3 separate regions of the Sus scrofa genome follow, and regions 1 and 3 are each linked to region 2. The links are chromatin contacts, called in public targeted proximity ligation maps. All regions are on one chromosome and are shown on one strand. The core of a region is the stretch at or near the end of the contact, and the rest is flanking DNA. Distances in the headings are between cores, read along the strand shown. Region 1 overlaps LOC102166619 (a long non-coding RNA gene). Region 2 has its middle 31 kb from the start of DYRK2. Region 3 overlaps LOC110260700 (a long non-coding RNA gene).

Region 1 (2,840 bases), core at 231-2,730, 190 kb after region 2:
TCACAGTTTCCAAGATGCAGTAAATCTAAGACATCAAGTGCTATGCTTCTCTACAGCATAGGGCAAAAATTCACAAGATCAGATCCTAGTGTCCACAATCTATAATCTGAAAACCAACAACCCATAAAATGTGATGTAGGAACTTCAAAAGAATTATCATTTCTGAGATGCTCACTAGCTTTGAAGACTTTGGAGGAGTGGGGTCTACTTCCCCCTCTCTGGGTTCTCCTCCTGGCCTCCAATCCAGCACTTTTGCATGAGTGTGTGGACTGAACATAAACATCAACACACACACACACACACACACACACACACACACACACACACACACTGACAGCAAAAGCTCACTGGAATTCTACAAATCCATTCTAGGATCCTTTGGGCCACTAATTATCGCGAACAGGGCCATTCTGAAGCATGACCAAAAATTTAAGATGTCTTACAAACAGTAAAGTATAAGCTTTCTGCATCACCATCTCACCTTTTAGAGATGATTGTGAGTTCTATCCTGGTATTAATGTCACTCTTGTACACTTGCATTTCCTCTGTTAACACAGGAGAGAAGGGAGAATTCCAACCAGAGAGGTGGGAACTGACCAAATTCTGCAGCCTATCTCTGAGACAGAGCAGTCTTTACTGCTATATTCATAACAGTCCCAAGGCTGAGATTATTTCTCTGCCAAAACACTGTCAGAGCTACCTCCTCACTAAGAGTGTGGACTTAGGTCAGATTGTCAGGTTACTGGACATGTCCTTAAACCTTTTAGTTTTTGCTACATATGTGCTCCTTAGACATAAAAGCTGATAATTAACTGACTCCTATAGGCTTTTCCAAAAATCAATGTTTCATGGAACTATTTGGGCCCATAAGAAAGGTTCCTGGGATGAAATAAACTTAGGAAAGTATGTTTTCTTTCCCCCTTGAAGCATCATCTTATTAAAAGCTCTAGAAACCTTATTAAAGCTCTAACTAACTGTACATAAACCATGTTCCTCAAACTAAGAGTTGATCAAGAAACCCTAAAGTTTTCACTATGCATATTATCATAGTTTCTGAGAGAGACTTTTTATCTTGAGAATTTCTCCATGGCCTAAAAAAGAAGTCACCTTCTCATTGTATAGATTTGGAGACACAATTTGTACTTGCTTTTTGGATTGTTAGGCGGGTAATGACCCAACACATAGAAAAGAATGAGGAAGCTGTGCCTGAAGATGAGGATGTCTTATGTGATCAACAGGCAGAAAAGAAACTGAAGCTTCTCCTTACCTTTCCAGCACTCAAAACTCCTACTACTCAAGAATTCAAGTCCAACTGTAGGAAATAATAGAGGATATTCACATAAAGACCTTAGCTTATAATGTTTACCATTTATTCTGTATGATAATTTTCTCCAAGATAATTCATTACTGCTGTTACCAATGAAGACATTACAAAGGATAAAAGGGCTTGGCTGCCACTTCTCATCACGGAGCTGTGTAGCGTCAATGAAATGAAATGCTCCTGAAACTGACAGCTGGAGAAAGCCTGTCACCACAGTCAGAGTGTCAAGCATGGCGTGACACTTCAGCGTGTTTCCTTTGCACTTAAGAACTCCTTTGCCAATATGGACCAAAATAATGAAAGGAAACTGGCTTTGGCCAGCACAGAGGATTAGCTGTACTGTTGAGAAAATTGTAGGGATATTTGGCATGGACTTGGGATTTAAGATTTTTTTCCCTGGGGATTCCACCCAAAGAATTTTTCTATGAAGAGTTTAAACAGAGTTACTTTTCCTTACATTGGTCATGGAAGAGAATTAGGAGGTTAACTGTTGATCCAATTTATACTGCCATTTGATCCTGTAAGTGCTATACAGGAATCAGTTACTCATGGAAAATAACTCCTGCCAGATCAAACACTCTGAAGGCCAAAGTCACAGGATTCTGACTTTACATGCTCTATTCTGCCTCCATTCATTTTGCCTCTCAGATTGTCAGGAACTCCCTGAGCAAGGAGTCCACCATGTAACTTAATCTTTTGCTATGAGAATTAGTCCTGCCATTTATGGTCCTGTAAGGACTTTCCTCCCAAAGATCTTCCCAAGTAGAATCATGATAGTTCCTTGTATCTTTTTCCATCCCTGTCCTATTAATTCACACCATGCAACAGATCTGAAAGCTTAACTATGTATGGAGGAAAATTGATACTAAATGGTATTCAGTGTGTCTGAAACTTTTTGTTGTAGTTTGTAGAATAAGGTGTGTGTACAGTTTATTGAGTCCTTGCGTCTGAGTCAAACATCCTTCTGTGAAATGCTTTGCAGACTATTTATATTGGACATCATCTCAGGTTCAAGTTTTCAACAGGGCTGGACAGGTGCCTTTAAATCTAACAGGCAATGGATCACATTTCCTGAACTGCATTCCCTAAACATTAGCAGCCATGAATACTAGACATTTTATGATGAAAGGGCACATTTTCAAAGTTTGAGGACCACTTTATTTTCAGCCCTCTCTTATAAAATTCTATAGTGCTGAAAACACCTGTCACACCTACCATAAAGAATCATGTTTAACTTATTTAGTATGTCTCTAATTTATTTGACTTTTAAGTTCAAAATTCTTCTAAAAATCCATAGACCAGGCAAGACTTATCAACACTCAAAATCTCTGAGAAAGAAACATATAACTGGGTAGCTAGGTGGTCTCTTGCCTAGGTTCCCTGCCTCTCCTCTCTGCCATCACCAGGAGGGTCTCTCTAATGCATGACTCTGATTCTCTCACTCCTCCACTAATAATAGGTTTGTTGCTGCAACAGAGAAACCAAGTAACAATGGCTTGAACAAAGAAATTTATTTTTC
Region 2 (2,700 bases), core at 87-2,586:
CCAAGCTAGGTATCGAATTGGAGCTGTAGCTGCCAGCCTATGCCACAGCCACAGCAATGCTAATCTGAGCTACATCTGCCACTTACACCGGATAGCAACTCCAGATCTTTAATCCACTGAGCAGGGCCAGGGATTCAACCTGTGTCCTCATGGATACTAGTCAGGTTGGCTACCACTGAGCAACAATGGGAACTCCCTATACATTTAATTAGTAGTAATTTTAGCAACAGTCTGAAGCTCTTAGAAAAGGATTCATTTTTGCCAATGAGAAATGTATTGGATTTGAAATTGCATTTCAAGTATTTGAAAAAGAAAATGTGCCATGACTTCAGTCGCATGATTCAATCAATTTAGGAACAATTTATCCTAAATATCCTCCTCAGCGCATAGTAGTATTCTTTACAGAATGACTAAAACTAAAAGTTTTAAATGACCTTTATTTAAGTGATAGAATAATTGTGTGCAAGTTAGAAGTTGTACTAGAGAGTCTGCAATTCCTGGGTGGAAATTCCTTCTGCTATCTTCCCATAATTTTACGACTTTTCAATATGTTACCATTATATAGAGTATTTCCAGCAGATGCTGGTGGTATGTGTCTGGGGCAGGGAAGTAGCTGGACAATGTGGACGTGTATGGTAGGAAGGACTGGATTACTATGAAGGAGCTTCCAGCTTTACTACCCTAGGCATTGCACTGATTTCTTTTAGACACATGGAGGAAGTTCAGGAGAAAATGATCAGAATGATGAGAAAACTGAAAATTCAAAGAGGCCTAATTAGTAGAACTAGAAATATTTGACCTGGAGAGGTTAGGAGGATATAAAACTAGTTTCAAATATCTGGAGAGCTGATAAGGAGAAGAGAAACTAAGCCTTGTTTGTGTGATCCAATGGCTGGCCCACAAGTGGAAGTTATAAGGAGGCTTTTGCCTAAAAATTAGGAAGAGGTCACAAAGATGTCCAGAGATGCAATGGGAATTCTTTCTCAAGATGGCAGCCAGAGCACATGCATACATCTCTTTTCCGCTTCCAAATCCCATAGAAATGTCAATAAAGAGGAAGAGAGAACAATAAATCAAAGGCGGTCCTCGGTGCAGGAGAAGGGGCATCTGGGAACTAGAGACATAGACACATTTTTTTTCAAAGTAAAAAGCTCTTGGAATTGTATTAACAGTTTCAATTGTATTCACAGGAGAAGGCTGCAGAAGGGACCGGAGCTATTTTTTTCCTGGCAGCAGACTCACAGAGAGGCTCAAAACTTGGAGTAGGAGAGGAAAGTTGGACAGAAATCAACTGCGGAATAACTGTGAGTCATAGCCCACATTCCCCTTCCCTGTGTCACATGCTTAGGCTGAAACCAGAGGATTAATCTTTAAAGCAATTGCAAGCATCTGCATGGGATGCAGCCCTAGGAGGGGTGCTGCCCTCGCTCAGTGGGATTCTCCTCACTCTGGCTGCAAGGTGGGAGAGGCAGGGAGGGCATCCTACTTTCCCTCTTTCCCCTCAAAGTCAAAGCAAAGTCTGCCAGCCAAAAGGCCCACCCACCTGGATAGAAGGCCAGACCAACAGAGCCAAGGAGAGCTAGATATCTGTATTAAAGAAACTGGTCTGCCTTGGGTTTTCACTGTGAATTGACAGCCAATGTCATAAAAATCTGAGAAAGGCAGGTGGAAATAAACTGACCCTGGAGGAAATAGATAATCCAGGAAATAGAAGATATCTATCTTTAAAGTAATTCTATTTTGTTTCCTTGAAGAAGAAAATTAAAAAAAAAAAAAAAAAAAAAAAAAAACGTAAAGCAAAAACAGTCTGCAGGCTGCTAAGGAAAAGAACCATCCAACCCAGAAAGTCTTCTTAAAATGACAAAATTAATTGTCAATGTGAAAAGTTCAATGAGAGAAAGAATGAAGGAAATATCTCTGAGCATAGAACAAAAGGTTAAAGGGACGGAAATGTGGGAGAAAAACGAAGAGATTCGAGAACCATCCAAAAGTTCTAACATCCAAATGGATGTTTAGAAGAGAAAACACACAAAACAGAGGAGAACAAAAGAGAATTTCTAAAAGAGAGAAATAGCATTTTAGGATGTCAGGGCCTAGAGAGTGCAGAAGAAGATGAATGAACAAACGCGCCCCAAGACATATCCTTGTGATATTTTAGACCCTGGGAATAGAGGGGAAATTCTACAAGCTATAAGAAGAGGTCACTCAAAAAGAAATGAGATGATAGAGAAAAAACAAAGCAGAAGACAAAAAGCATTCTGCAAAATGCTGAAGGAAAAGTTTTTGAACCTAAAATTCTCCACCTAGCCAAACTCTCAATCAAGAGCACAGACCCTTTACCACCCAGACTAGTTCTGAAGGAATTACTCAAGCAAAACAAAGAGAATCCAAGTGAGAGGAAGTCCTAGGCTCTAAGGAGCAGTGGCTCTAACCCAGGATTGTATGAAAAGTAATTCCAGAATGAGAACTTTGAAGCAGGCCTAGAAACCCTTCAGTCCAAATTAGAACCAGAAGTCAGAGGCCCTGTGAAGATTCTTTTGGTAGAACACGGATTTCTTCTACTGCAAAGTGTTTAAGAAATTGGGTGATCTTGTGACAAGGCAAAGGCATATTAGGTCATTATGATATTGTGCCATCTTAACCCTCTCCAAACTTTAGATTTATTTTCTACTTCTAATAGCAAAGATTTATTTTTTAAAG
Region 3 (2,802 bases), core at 75-2,574, 150 kb after region 2:
CACTGGGAACCCTCCAATACCAGGAAATAAGATCTGTGCCAGGAAGCGATAGGTTTTATAAAACAGTTTCAAGGTGAACTGACATGTTTCCTCTTTTTACTTTAAAATAAGTGATCTAGGATGCCTTCACAGTAAGTTATCTCAGTTTTCACCATTTCCCGCTCCCCCCACTCAAGTATCCTGATTTGACAAACTAGTGTTTGCAGGAAATCTATTACATTGACTCTGGCACAAGCACCCCTGGGTGAACAGACGCTTGAATAAGAAAAAGCTCAGTAGATATTGGTGGATTTGCTGTGTTGTTTTGTGGTTGGAGTATAACTGACGGCGAGTCAAAAATCGGCAGGCAAAAGATCCCGGTGGAAGGTCTGAGGACATCCTTGGTGGAGGGCACAGGTAGTGCGGTGACCCTTTCACTCTGAGAGGCAAGGCTGGTAAATGGTTAAGAGTGCAGGTTTTTGATTCACCCTTCCCTAGAACTAAAGATTCAGATTCTTGCATCTTAGGACTTGGGCAGGTGACTAACCTCTGTGTGTCTTGTTTGCAGAGTTAGTAGGGGCAGGACTCTATCTGTATTTTTAAAAATGCTTTTGGAAGTAGTCCAAGGGATCAGCTAGAACAAAGCAAGACCCAAGGCAAATGCAGCAGTGGGGAAACTGGTACGAGAGGAGAGAGGCGTGAGTAGGACCTGAGCTGTACAAAGGGCCAGCAGAGCTGAAATTTGGAAGGTACAGAAAGGAGAAAGGAACCTAGATGGTCTCTTAGGTTTCTCAAGACGGGAATTTGGCCTGTTAACTATGCTAGGGAGTCGCAGAAAAGTAATGCTTATGGTTTGAGATATTCATGAGAAAAGATCTTCCTGGTACAGAAATTTGTTTTACCTACTGAGTTGACAGAGGCTTGGAGATAGAAACAGGCTTAAGTGTCACCACTTATTGAGTGACTAGAGGAACAAATTGCTTAACCTTTCTGCCTCCACTTCCTTGATTAACTTGGAAATAGAGTTGCTAATGCTTAGGAAGAACCAGCCCCGCCCCTACCCAATTGTAAATCTTCAATCCTTGGCAGCTATTTAAAGACAGAGCTGTAAAAACTTGTGGCTAAAAATATTTTCCCAAAGATAACCAGAGAAGTCAGAGGGGGTATTCAAACCCAGACCTGCCTCTTCACATTTAGCAGATTCAGAGAGAGAGAGAGTGTTCTGTGTCCACACTGATCTCGGTGGGCTTCACAAGACCAAGAAAAGGGGAGACCCCTCTACCCCCAACCCTTTTCACTTTGAAATAACCTGGTGATAGTCTTTGTCAGAGGTTCTCAGGAAGGTTGAGCACAGTGGAGTCATAGGAGTGCATGAAAGTTGAAAAAGTCTAGAGTAAGCTTAAGTCTTCATTTCTTCATGAGGTGAAAATTTAAGAGAGGCAAGAGTAGACAAATTCGGGTTTTAGACTGAGAGGTGGGAACCGACAGAAGTATGATTAACAGAGAGAAGACCCCCAGTCTGAAGAAGGCAGGCTGGGATGCGACAGGAGTAGAGAGGAGTTACCACTTCCACCGAGGCTGGAAGGAGGTGAGGATGGGAGCCCAGGCCTTTGTATGTTGGGGCTGGGTGTTGAAGGAGATAAATGTCCCCCCCAAATTCCCCCAACCTCTCTGTGAGGTTGGAGATTTGTTCTGCTGAGGGCCAGCAAGTCAAACACAGGAACGCCAAGGCTTGCGGCAGAGAGGGCTGGCTCCCAAGACAGCCCAGCGAGGAGACGAGACGGGAGAAGGTCTTGCGTCCTATCTCCCAGAGGTGAGGGGGCGGGTGGGCAGGGTATTTATGGGATAAGGATAAGGCAGCAGGGCGGTCCGAGGCAAGGCGGGCGTGGGGGCGTGGGGAAAGGTGATTGGAAAAAGGTGTGGTAATTGGTAATCGTGGTTCTGTGCAGGTGCAACTAAGCTACATGCCTCTGCCTGTTGGAACAGGGAGGCGCTCAGCATGATTTGCGTGGAGTTTTCGGCAAAAGGTCACCAAGCCACCCCTGCACATGCCCAATTGGAGGCTCAGTGGTCCTATCTGGTCTTAACCAGCTTAGTTGGAACTAGACACAGCTACCCCCAAGTTCTTGAACAACAACTGGGGCAAACATCTTGTTTAGGTTCCATGCAGCTTGGGGGCCAGTGTTTTGTAGCAACAATTAAAAGGACCTTGATGAGTAAAGGCAGGTCACAGGTGGAATGGGTTTGACTGTTGATTACCCATGGCTTCAGAAGGGTCCAACGTGAGTGCATCGCCTGAAGATCTGAAATCAGTATTGGGAGGCAACGGAGAAGAAACCCAACCAGGACTTGCACAGGGATGGAACAGCTGAGATTCAAAGACCAAGTGTGCAGAGGCTTCAGCCAGCACGTTGTATGATTTCCTCCAGGGTTTGAGACATCAGCAGAGAAGGCCAAGTCCTCAGTGTGTTTTGTAAGATTTCTAAAAAATACTCATGATATAAACGACTTTATGATCCTTAAACTAAAATCCACTCATGCTGCAGGGAGATTCACTAGGTGGACCACTGAGAGCAGGTCCCAGAGAAGGGGCCACTTGCACCATTCTTTACACAAGTGAAACACAGAAGATTCTCCTTCATGTATCTTTGGGCTCTAACAAGCATTCTCCTTCTCCCAAATTAAAATGCAGCTGACTTCGTAACTATAATCCCTGTCCCAAATGTGTCTTCCTTTATTAAGAGACTTAATTGAGTTATCTCAGAAGAGAATATTGATTACATTGAAGATTTGAGGAATAAAAAATTCTTGCCAGAAATCATC

The links.
Region 1: a contact with region 2 is called in a targeted proximity ligation map of skeletal muscle. A contact is called at or near these places in 1 of 47 Hi-C or Micro-C datasets (embryonic fibroblasts) and 1 of 2 datasets of targeted methods (skeletal muscle).
Region 3: a targeted proximity ligation map of skeletal muscle shows a contact between it and region 2. A contact is called at or near these places in 1 of 47 Hi-C or Micro-C datasets (heart right ventricle) and 1 of 2 datasets of targeted methods (skeletal muscle).

The regions. Positions count from the first base shown.
Region 1 is chr5:32,262,456-32,265,295 of Sscrofa11.1, forward strand. The region is part of intron 2 of LOC102166619 (a long non-coding RNA gene); the gene reads right to left. Among named protein-coding and RNA genes, the nearest start is that of DYRK2, 220 kb to the left of the region's middle.
Region 2 is chr5:32,077,180-32,079,879 of Sscrofa11.1, forward strand. No RefSeq gene overlaps it. Among named protein-coding and RNA genes, the nearest start is that of DYRK2, 31 kb to the left of the region's middle.
Region 3 is chr5:32,223,922-32,226,723 of Sscrofa11.1, forward strand. LOC110260700 (a long non-coding RNA gene) reads left to right here. Exons shown (of 2, transcript XR_002344010.1): 1 at 1-1,792; 2 at 1,929-2,797. Among named protein-coding and RNA genes, the nearest start is that of DYRK2, 180 kb to the left of the region's middle.